Linked DNA regions of Rattus norvegicus: region 1 is linked to region 2. Evidence: chromatin contacts called from public Hi-C data. All regions are on one chromosome and are shown on one strand. Each heading gives the region's core, a stretch centred on a gene start, on an enhancer-like site or on the middle of the called end of the contact. The rest is flanking DNA. Distances are from core to core; before and after follow the strand shown. Region 1 has its middle 100 kb from the start of Spring1. Region 2 has its middle 92 kb from the start of Med13l.

The links. Hi-C and Micro-C count contacts between places; a contact is called where the count stands out from the background.
Region 1: a contact with region 2 is called in a Hi-C map of kidney, with 2.1 times the contacts expected there. The contact joins two enhancer-like sites. A contact is called at or near these places in 2 of 12 Hi-C or Micro-C datasets (kidney and mammary epithelial cells).

Annotation. Positions count from the first base shown.
Region 1 is chr12:43,882,600-43,887,627 of GRCr8, forward strand. No RefSeq gene overlaps it. Among named protein-coding and RNA genes, the nearest start is that of Spring1, 100 kb to the right of the region's middle. Within about 2 kb of position 3,487, at least 27 of the 93 cell types and tissues checked have an H3K27ac peak or open chromatin away from gene starts, as enhancers often do. A contact at or near this core is called in kidney, where this site is marked.
Region 2 is chr12:43,755,422-43,760,255 of GRCr8, forward strand. No RefSeq gene overlaps it. Among named protein-coding and RNA genes, the nearest start is that of Med13l, 92 kb to the left of the region's middle. Within about 2 kb of position 1,765, at least 16 of the 93 cell types and tissues checked have an H3K27ac peak or open chromatin away from gene starts, as enhancers often do. A contact at or near this core is called in kidney, where this site is marked.

The DNA.
Region 1 (5,028 bases), core at 2,237-4,736, 130 kb after region 2:
AATGTGCAGGAAGGCCTGGGCTGGCACTGGGCTCTGCCACTTCCTGGCTGCCTGATCAGGAATCAGGCTGGAGATGGGGCCCAGCCTCCCCTTTTCTTCTGTGAAGTGGGGATATTAATAGCTGTCTCACAGCTTGCCTGCTCTTGTTCAGCACCCCATGGAGAGCGTGGCAGAGGCAACGGGAAGCCGGATCTCTGCGCAGACATCCAGCAAACTACTGAGTTTAGCCTCCTAAGGTCTGATACCTGAGGGAGAGGGGCGTCTGCAGCACTGGGCGCTAAGGTCTTTCTGGTCTAGAGAACTGGGCTGCAGCAGGCTAGCCAGCTAATGGCACCCTGCTGCCCCCGCTAGCACGCTAGCTTAGGTGTCTTCCTCTGAGACTGATTGCGAAGCTGGCCCCCTTTCCAGGGAGGCCCAAGGGCAACAAAAGGTGGGGACTGGGAAAACCGGGACTCCTCAGGGAGCTGTGGGATGCTCTTCCTTGGGGAGCAGCCCAGCTCTGAAGTGGAGGTGGGTTGAAAGCATAAATCCCCAGGGACAACATACTTAGGCAGTCGACGCAAAACTGGCCCTCCCCGCTCTCCCCCCCAACTCTCCCCCCTCCCCGTGCAATTGGTTTCTTCTGCTTTGGAATAAGACCAGAGCTGCCTTTCCCTGCAGAGCCAGAAGGATGCCGAACTGCCCCAGTTATTCCCAGCCACAAAGTGCACAGTCTGCAGGAAGATAGATAGATTCTTTCCACAACAAAGCCATTTTCATCCTTTACTGAGGGGAACCCTAGACCTAGTGAGATTCGGCATTACCACTCTCCGCGACAAACAGCAGAAGCAGAATGGAAATTTACCAGGCAAATAGCACCAACTCCCTTTTATTGGAAAGGGAGGTAGAGCGTGTCCTAGAAATCAGGAAGTGATAATGTGAAGTCTTAGGAAGCCTGCGTATCCTGGAGGCTGAACAATGATCAAGATGGTACCCATCAACCCATTCTACCTGCATGTGCATACATCAGTATGTCTATCCATCTGCTCTACCATGCACCCATCCATTGATCTAGCTATCCATCCATCCATCCATCCATCCACCCACCCACCCATCCATCTATCCATCCATCCATCCACCCATCCATCCACCCACCCATCCATCCATCTATCCTCCATCCATCCACCTACCCATCCATCCATCCACCCACCATCCATCTATTGATATATCATCCATCCATCCATCCATTGAATTTCTCCACCCATCTATTTATCCATCTACCCATCTATTGATTCATCCATTCTTCTATTCAGCCATCTATCTACTCACTGAATTTGACTCTCCACTCATTCATCCACCTATTCATTGAATGCTTGTTCACCTACCCCCACACCCATCCACCTACCACCCATCCACCTATGCGATTTGTCTGTCCACTCATCCACCCATTCATTAATTCAGACATTGACTCCACCCACCCTGTCCATTCTTTGAATCCATCCATCTGTTCACTCATTCAGCACACTGTTGCGCCATTGTCTCTTGTGTTGTTGATCCAGGAGAGAGTGTCACAATTCTGTGAACATGAAGAGCTGTTAGGGGCTAAGTTGTGTATGGGCATTAGTCAGGGCTCCTCAAGGAGTTTACGGTCAGTCTCTGGTGGAGTAGGTGAATATCTAGAGGAGAATGAGGAAAGAAGCAAGGCATTGTGGGAAGAGTAGGAAGCCCTGAGTGAATGACTATTATTGACATAGGATCAGCCATATCTTCATAGGAGTTGTAAAACCTTCCTTGGGTGAGGCTTAAAGACATAGCAAAGCCTTTCTTAAAGGTCTCAGTGCAAATAGGTGAGTAGTGGGCACAAAAACCTGGCAACTGTGGCTTTTTCCTCCCAGGTGTGCACAGCTGAGACCCCTCGCCTACAAGCACCTCCCCCTGTACTGTCCTAATAAATGAGTGGAGGCTCCTGACTGCTCACGGTAGTTAGATGAATCCATTGGAGTGAGCTCAGCCCGCATGGCTCCAGCTTTTCTGTGTGTTTGTCCTTTCTAGATTCTCTCAAGTCCCTGCTCAGGGTTCCAGAACAAAGCCAAGGAGGAAGCAGGAAGACTGGACCGAGGTACGGGCTCAGAGGAAGCCAACACCTCTTCAGTACTTCTATTTCACACTTGGGGTCTCCATGACTATGGAATACCACTGTTTCCAGAATCTCCCTCCCCTCCCCCACCCACACTTCATTATGGAAGCCACCAAGGAGAGGTGAACCTCACAGTCAAAACTTCTTCTAAGACCCACCCTCTGAATTAAAGGCTCTGAGAAGGCTGCTCAGGAGACCCCCCCCCCCACATCTAGTCCTGTTTCTCTGAGCAAACCTAAGATTGGATATAGTCTTAAAACTCTTTCTCAACATGGCAGACTTGGTGAGAAATCACATGAAAGGGGACACACCATGGGTGAGGGTGGATCTGGCCAAGCACTTGCTTCTCATCTCGCATCCTCCCCTTGCACAATCTTTGTGGTTTACTGAGCATCTCCAAGTGATATGACTCCTGTGTTCTCACGAATTTGCCGAAGATTCCTTAGGAATGGCAGGTGGCCCAGGAGAGCACATCTGCCATACATTTCGTAACTCCCGACGTTCAGCAGTCTTCCTCTGTGTGAGCACTACGGTGTGCGTCTTGCTTACCTAGCCCCCATCATTGAAAGTTTAAGTTTCTTCCAGTCTTATGGGCTAATGAACATCTTTGGACATGTGTCTTTGATACCTAGGTAACTCTGCCCGCCGGACACATGGAGCAGAGCTGTCTTACTCATCGCTTTGTAAATATTGGTTAAGCAAACACACGTTTAGTGCACAGGAAGCCTTGAACAAAGAGTTTCCAGTCCCCGTCTTTTCTCTCAAGGGGCAGAAATGCCACCTGTGGTTGGAGGAACTGAGGTCAGCACACAGAGAGACAGAAGCCAGAGTTGGAACTCTCATGTAAGCCCCTTGATCCAGCTGGGCCTGAAGCCACTCTATTCCCGGACTTGTTTGTTCTACAAACCAAGGCTTTTTCTTTGTGGCTTAAGGCTGTTCTAGACAGGGTTTGCAAGTTACAGTTTAAAGGGCCCCGACGATCCAAAATCACTCCTCCTCCGAGAAGTGGGAGCTGACTCAGACTTCTCCCCTCCCTTCCAAAGCCCTGGGCACTGTCTGTATTCATCTAAGTGCGTCCTCTGCAACAGCCATCTACTCTCCTCAGCCTCCTCTGCCAGTATCCCCAACACCAGGACCTTTAGGAAGGGTTGTTGAATCAGCCTCTGAATCGTACATCTCCCCCGACAGCTCTGCTAAGTGGGGGCTTGATAAATCCATGCAAGAAACCTCCTGGCAGCCACGAGCCTTGTCTTAACTGAGTTCAGAGAGCTTTGCCAACAGAAGCGGAAAAACAGCTCCCCGCTCCAGGGCACTGGGCTGTGAGAAAGAAGGAGGGGTGGAGGGGGAGGGGGTTCTTCCAGGAATCTGTGTCCTGAGCCGCCAGGCGGACGTCACTGGGCAGATGGCCCAGTGGCCCCGGAGGTCTCTGACTACGCTTAAACTTTCCATTCATTTCCAGAACAAGTTTGGTCTCAGTGAATCACGCCCCACCTGCCCCACACAAAGCAAGCTATTTACGTGGCTAATGTTTATAAAGTGCTCTGAGGGCCTTGGACGAGAGCCTCCACACAAGTACAGCACGTTTGCAGGGCAGGAGAAGTGGACGGGAACCTTGCTGAAGGGAAGTGGTGCACACAGGGCTGGAGACCGGTGGAAGCCACCATGAGCCTGCCATCTAGGCACCAGGCACACTTCTGTTGACTACATCTGGACCACACGTGAGCACCTGCTGTGTGTCCGGAACTGTCCTCGGCTTCCCCAACCTCCCACCTGGTGAAGAAAGTTGCTAGTTCCCGAGAAGGAGCTGGACAGACATGTGAGGGAGTTCTTTGCAGTGCTGACGCGTGTTAAAGGGAAAAATGAAAGAGGAGAGGTTAGTGAGGGCCTGGGTACTCTGAAGTCACCTAAACGCTCACTACCACCGATAATGGGGGCTCCTGGTTCATGGAAGACACCCAAGAACACACCAGCCTCGCTTTGTCACAGAGAGAAGGCAGACAATGCTGGCGCTGAAGAGGCTGAGGCAGGAGGATTGCCAGTTCGTGGTCAGCCTGGGTTACATGTGGAGACCTTGGAAGGTAGAGAGGAAGAGAAGGAAGGAAGGAAGGAGAAAAGGAGCAGAGAGAAGGAGGGAGAAAGAAAAGGAGAGGGGAGGGGAGAGGAGGGAAGGCTGTTTTAAGGGTGTTCTGGTTTGGTTTTGTTAGGCTTGTTAAGAAGCAAACATAGGGGGTTGAGGATTTAGCTCAGTGGTAGAGCACTTGCCTAGCAAGCGCAAGGCCCTGGGTTCGGTCCCCAGTTCCAAAAAAAAAAAAAGAAAAAAGAAAAAAAAAAGAAGCAAACATAGAAATTATAGTACAAAGGGTATGCATGGGCTGGAGAGATGGCTCAGTGGTTAAGAGCACCGACTGACTGCTCTTCCAGAGGTCCTGAGTTCAATTCCCAGCGACCACATGGTGGCTCACAACCATCAGTCATGGGATCTGATGCCCTCTTCTGGTGCGTCTGAAGACAGCTACAGTGTACTCATATACATAAAATACACAAATAAAATCTAAAAGGGGGGGTCTATGCATTATGCATAGTCTACAGGACAGAGGGTAAAGTGAGGTGCTCTTTCCTCGTGCAAAGCCAATAGATGAGAGAGAAAAGGGATGCGTGCCCAAACACTGAAGAATGTTTGCTTTCTTGCATATTTCCTTCATTTCAATTTCCAGTCTGTTGCTGGGGGATGTCCCTGCTGCAAACAACAAGAGTACTGTTTTCTAGAATGTAGCCGCCGCCCATGCTGTTTTACCCTGCTGGATTGCCCAGCTTTCATGGATTTGATCCCAGACAAAGCTAATCTGACTTAATCAGAGAAAAACTCTGTGTTTCAGCCACAAACTTTACCCCTGGTCTTTGCCAAATATATC
Region 2 (4,834 bases), core at 515-3,014:
AAGGTTTATTCCTGCAACCACGAGGTGCCACCCCTTGTCACGCCTTTTCTGTATGTACCTGTCTGTCTTTCTGCCATCCTTCTGGAGCATAAGACCTTCAGTCGATACAGCCCTCTCTCTTGATCCTGGACCTCCACCTCCATTATTGGGAGCTGAGTAAACCTTTGTTCTTTGTAAATGATTCCACCTCCTGTCTTCTATGACAGCCTTAGAAAACAGATTGAGACTCTTACTTGCTCCCGGGTATGAATGGTGGTGGTGAGTTTGTTGAGCAGAAGAATCGTTGCTGCCTTGTTCCTGCCACCTGGCTGACAGTCACCTGAAGATGTGCTTCAGGCCCTGGAGATAGGGTGCCACAAGCCACTGGGTTTCGTTCTTAGGGGCTGCAGGAAACACCTAATCGTTTTTTGTAAATAAAGTTTTATTAGATGAAGCAATGCCTGTTCGTTTATCTATAGTTGAATGGTTGCCGTGGAGACTCTGACTCACAAGCTTATTTACCATTTGGTCCTGAGCAGAAAAAGTTCACCAACCCCGGTAAGCGGGACCAAGAGCCTAAGTTCAGAGACACTTAAGCAATTTGCTCCAGGACCATCAGCAAGCCTAGGACAGCCTGGGGTGCCAGCCTGGGACCTCAGAGTTTAAGGGAGGTGCTTTGACACCTCAGATACTGACTGCCTTTGCTTTCTTCTGGGCTGTCCTGCCACGGGGCTCCCCGCTGTTGCCGCCTGCTTTGGGCTCCAAGGCAGCAGCTGGTGGCAGGGCTAAGGAGCATCTGAAGCAGAAAAGAGGCCAAGGAAGCCAGTTCTTAAAGAAGACAGCCGCGGGCTCATTTTTTAAACACTCACACATCAGCCAGTAGCCCACGATGAGGGGTCCCTCGCATAGCTGCTCTGCTGGGCCCCACTTCAGGGAGGCTGTCTCAGGGATTACAGAAAGCAGACTTCGCTCTCCGACCCCGGACCACCCCCTTGATGCAGGAGACAAAATTTCCCCTGCCCTAAATCCCCACATCTAGGTGGCTCTACTGACTCCCTCAGTGGCTCATGAAGGTCCCCAGCAACCCACGTTGGGGCTCTCACCCTGCCCTATCTCTACAGCACAAGACGGAATTAGTTCCTTTCTCATTTTTTTCCTCTTTAATAAAGCTGTACTGTGTCCCGTCGGTCGTACTCCCACCCCCAACCCCTCGCCCCCGCATTCCTCCCTTCTGAGTCCTCTCCTTCCCGGGCTGTAGGAAATGTCTTAGATTCTCTCACTGGGGTGTAATGGTTAAATTGCTACCAGCTGATTAAATAGAGGCAGCCGGGGCTGTAATCCTTAGCATCCAGGAACCGGGGAAGGCAGGGCCCAGCGCCCCGCTCAGCCCCTCTGACCCCGCCTGGCCCCGCCCAGCTTTTCTGCTTTCATGTGTTCCAGCTGTTAACGGAATCCCCTGGGAATCCGGGGGCCGAGGGAGGAGGGGAGGAGGGATGAGGGGAGGATGCTCCGGCTTGACCCTCCAGGCTCAGCTCCAGGAGTGTTGGCCCCGCCCCTACAAAAACCACCCCTCTCTCACACATTACCCCCGACCCGCCCCACACTCACCCCTACCTCTCTCCACCCCTCCACACTACTCACTCCTTCCCCGACATACACACGCACATTCCAAACCCCTGCACACCCCAGACTCTCGCTCACCTCCAACCTCCCCTCCACAGCACACCCACCTTTGCACACACACACACACAGAGCCACCACTTTCCCGAACCCTGCACAGCCACACATGCCCTCTTGCGCGCAGACGCACACCCTACCCATTAACTCAGTGTTAGGTACACAGACAACTGGAACATGGGTTCACACCCTTAAACTCCTGCTTTCTACTCTACCACCAGGACCAGAAGAAGGAGGGTCCCTGAAAGCCCCGCCCCTTCCTCTTAGGAAACCCCTCCCACTTCTGACCCCACCCTCCAAACAGGGAGGACTGGAAGAGCCACCCCCATCCTGTCTTTGAGAAAGGGCTGTGGGTAGCCCGTTGGCCTTTTAAACTGACCTATGCTCCTGGCTCAGCCTCCTGAGAGCGGGAATTATCAGCATAAACACCTTGCCGGGCTAGGGAATGGAGCCTCTCTGAGCCTGACTCATGGACAGGGACCATGACCTTGAAGGTGACTGTAGGGGTGAGACAGGCACAGAGCACCCTGACCAGCCTGGCATGTGTGTTAATGTTTATCCAGGAGGGCTGCAGAAGGACGGGGTGCATGCACCCTAGAATCATCTTCCAGTGCAAAGCTCTAAGTCCTGTACTTTCTGCTCTTTTAGACTAATCAGGGAGCCAGTGCATGCTGCTGCCCAGGTGAGCTGAGCCTGCACCAGTTCCAACCAGCACGGAGCTTGCTTTCCTGTCTGGTTCCCAGTACAACCTCTGGACTAATAATAGCTGGGTACCCAGCATCCTTGGGAAAGTTGATTTCTGTGGAAAGTTCGATTGGGAAAAGTGGAGACTCTGACCTTCATATCCACCCCTGCCTCATGCATGCTCAGCAAGACAGAGGAGAAAATGACTAGCTAGCTGTATGAAGAACAAGGCTGCCAGGCCAAACATTTTGCTCTCTGGAGCAGCCCTCCCCATTCCACAGGATCCTCCGAGTGGGTGAAAGAGAGACGCTGGGGCCAACTGTGAGGCTTAGGCTGGATTTGCTTCTTTGTCTGGAGACCTTAGTCTTCTCTGTCTGTCAGTAAGGGTAAAAACGCAGAAGAGATCACACTGAGTTCAGCTCCAAATTTCCATCCAAGAAAGGTGCCCTTCACCAAAGGCAGGGATTTCATAGACACTCCGAGGAGAAATAAGGAAGCATCCCTCCCCGAGGACTGCAGGGGGCCGTTTGTCAAAGCTGCATCAGAAACATACACTTTGCCAAAAGATGATCGATCCCATTTTACAGATGGGAAAATCAAAACGTCGGAAGGAAGGAGAAGGTGTAAAACCATACGGTGAAGTCAAGATGCTAACCCTGGTTAGCTCATCAGGGAGTTCATCTTGTGGGGAAGAGTCATGCAAGAAGGGGAGCCTCGTGTTGCTATGACAATGCCCGAGACAAACAACTTTTAAGGAGGGAGGATTTATAGCCACGTGGCTCTGCTCTCTGGGGGGCCTTTGTGAGGCAGCGAATCACCTCTTGGCAACAATGTATGATGGGTGGAACCACTTAGTTCATAGAGGCCGGGAAGCAAAAAGGACCTAGGAGGACAAAGCTGCCCAGTGACCCACTTTCTCCAACCAGGCCCCCATCCCTAAAGGTTCTGTCACTTCCCAGAGTATGTTAAACTATAATCCTGCAACACTCTCCCCCTCTCTCACACCGCTCTCAGGACTCTACAGAGAAGCCTCCACATAGAAGTCGCTATATAGACAGGATGGCTTCCAACTCACAGAGATCCTCCTGCTTCTGCCTCCTGAATGCTGGGGGCATTAACAGTGTGGACCGCCAGCCTAGCCTAGCCTTTCCAATCCTGATCCTAGGCAGAGGAACATTTGTTTCCAATGGTCTTACTTGGCTCGTCCCTTCCTCCCTCTTCCCCCTTCCTTCCCTCCTCTTTTCTTTCTTTCTCTTTCTTTTTCTCTCTCGTTCTTTCTTTCTTCCTGTTTTCGAGAGTTGGGCCTTCTGCCTCCCTAAACCCCTCCCCAGTTTTACAGCCCACTTGGCTTCCTTGTATGTAGTTTGAACCTCATGTGATTTTCACGAGAACAGTCATTCCCCACTCACGAAGTCACTATCACTTATTGAGCTGATGCCCTACTGTGTGCCAGGCAGCTGGAAGTCCACTCCATGTCCTCCCAGCCTGCCCTGCCGAGAATGCCAACGATAGGTGGTTTCTTCCTGGATGAGCCTACGGAAGCCTGAGACGGAAGTGGCTGGCCATGGAGAAGCAGGGTTTGAACCCAGGCCTTCTCAATCCAAGCCGCAGATGTTTGACATCTGTATACAGCTGCAGACACGTCCCTCCTCCTGACCTGGTCCCCATGTCCCCACAGCGTATCTGATTTGAGAGAGCAAGGAAGCATAGTTAATGGATAAAATATGAGGGGGGGGGAGAGGTGGGGGAAGTTAAAATTAAATTCATTTGCATGGTGTTTGTTTGTGGGTCTGGAATGTAGGGCATTGAACACACTAGACAGGTTCTGAGGTACTTGGGCCACTGAAATATACCTCTATCCTTTGTAAGTTATATCTTAAGCTGGGTGGGGTTGTGCAGGCCTTTAATAGTAACGCCTGGGAAGCAGAGGCGGGTGGATCTCGGTAAGTTGAAAGCTAGCTCAGGCAGGGTTACATAGAGACCCTGTCTCAAAAGAAAAAGAAAAAGAAAAACCAACTCTGTGCGTGTGCGCGTGCGTGTGTGTGTGTGCATGAGTGTGTACCCACACATCCACTGGTAGCAATATTTCGAGTATCTCACTTGCTGTAAGGGGCTCCATTTGCTGGCTCCCCATGATTCTGAGATTATTGGTGGCTCTTGGACTTGTGAGGAGAAACTTCAGCCTGGCACTGTGCAGCTCTTCCCAAGTCTGTTTGGTGACTGCATCCGCAGTTGTAGATTAACAATTAGGGGGCTGGGGATTTAGCTCAGTGGTAGAGCGCTTACCTAGGAAGCGCAAGGCCCTGGGTTCGGTCCCCAGCTCCGGAAAAAAAAAAAAAAAGAACCAAAAAAAAAAAAAAAAAAACAATTAGGGAAGTAGTAGCACTGTGGAAATTCACACGTGGTCCTCGTCAGGTTTCCTTCCGAGGACCAGGCCTTAAACATTTTTAGCACAGTACTGGCTAAGCCCTGTGGTAAGCCCTAAGTCCAGCGG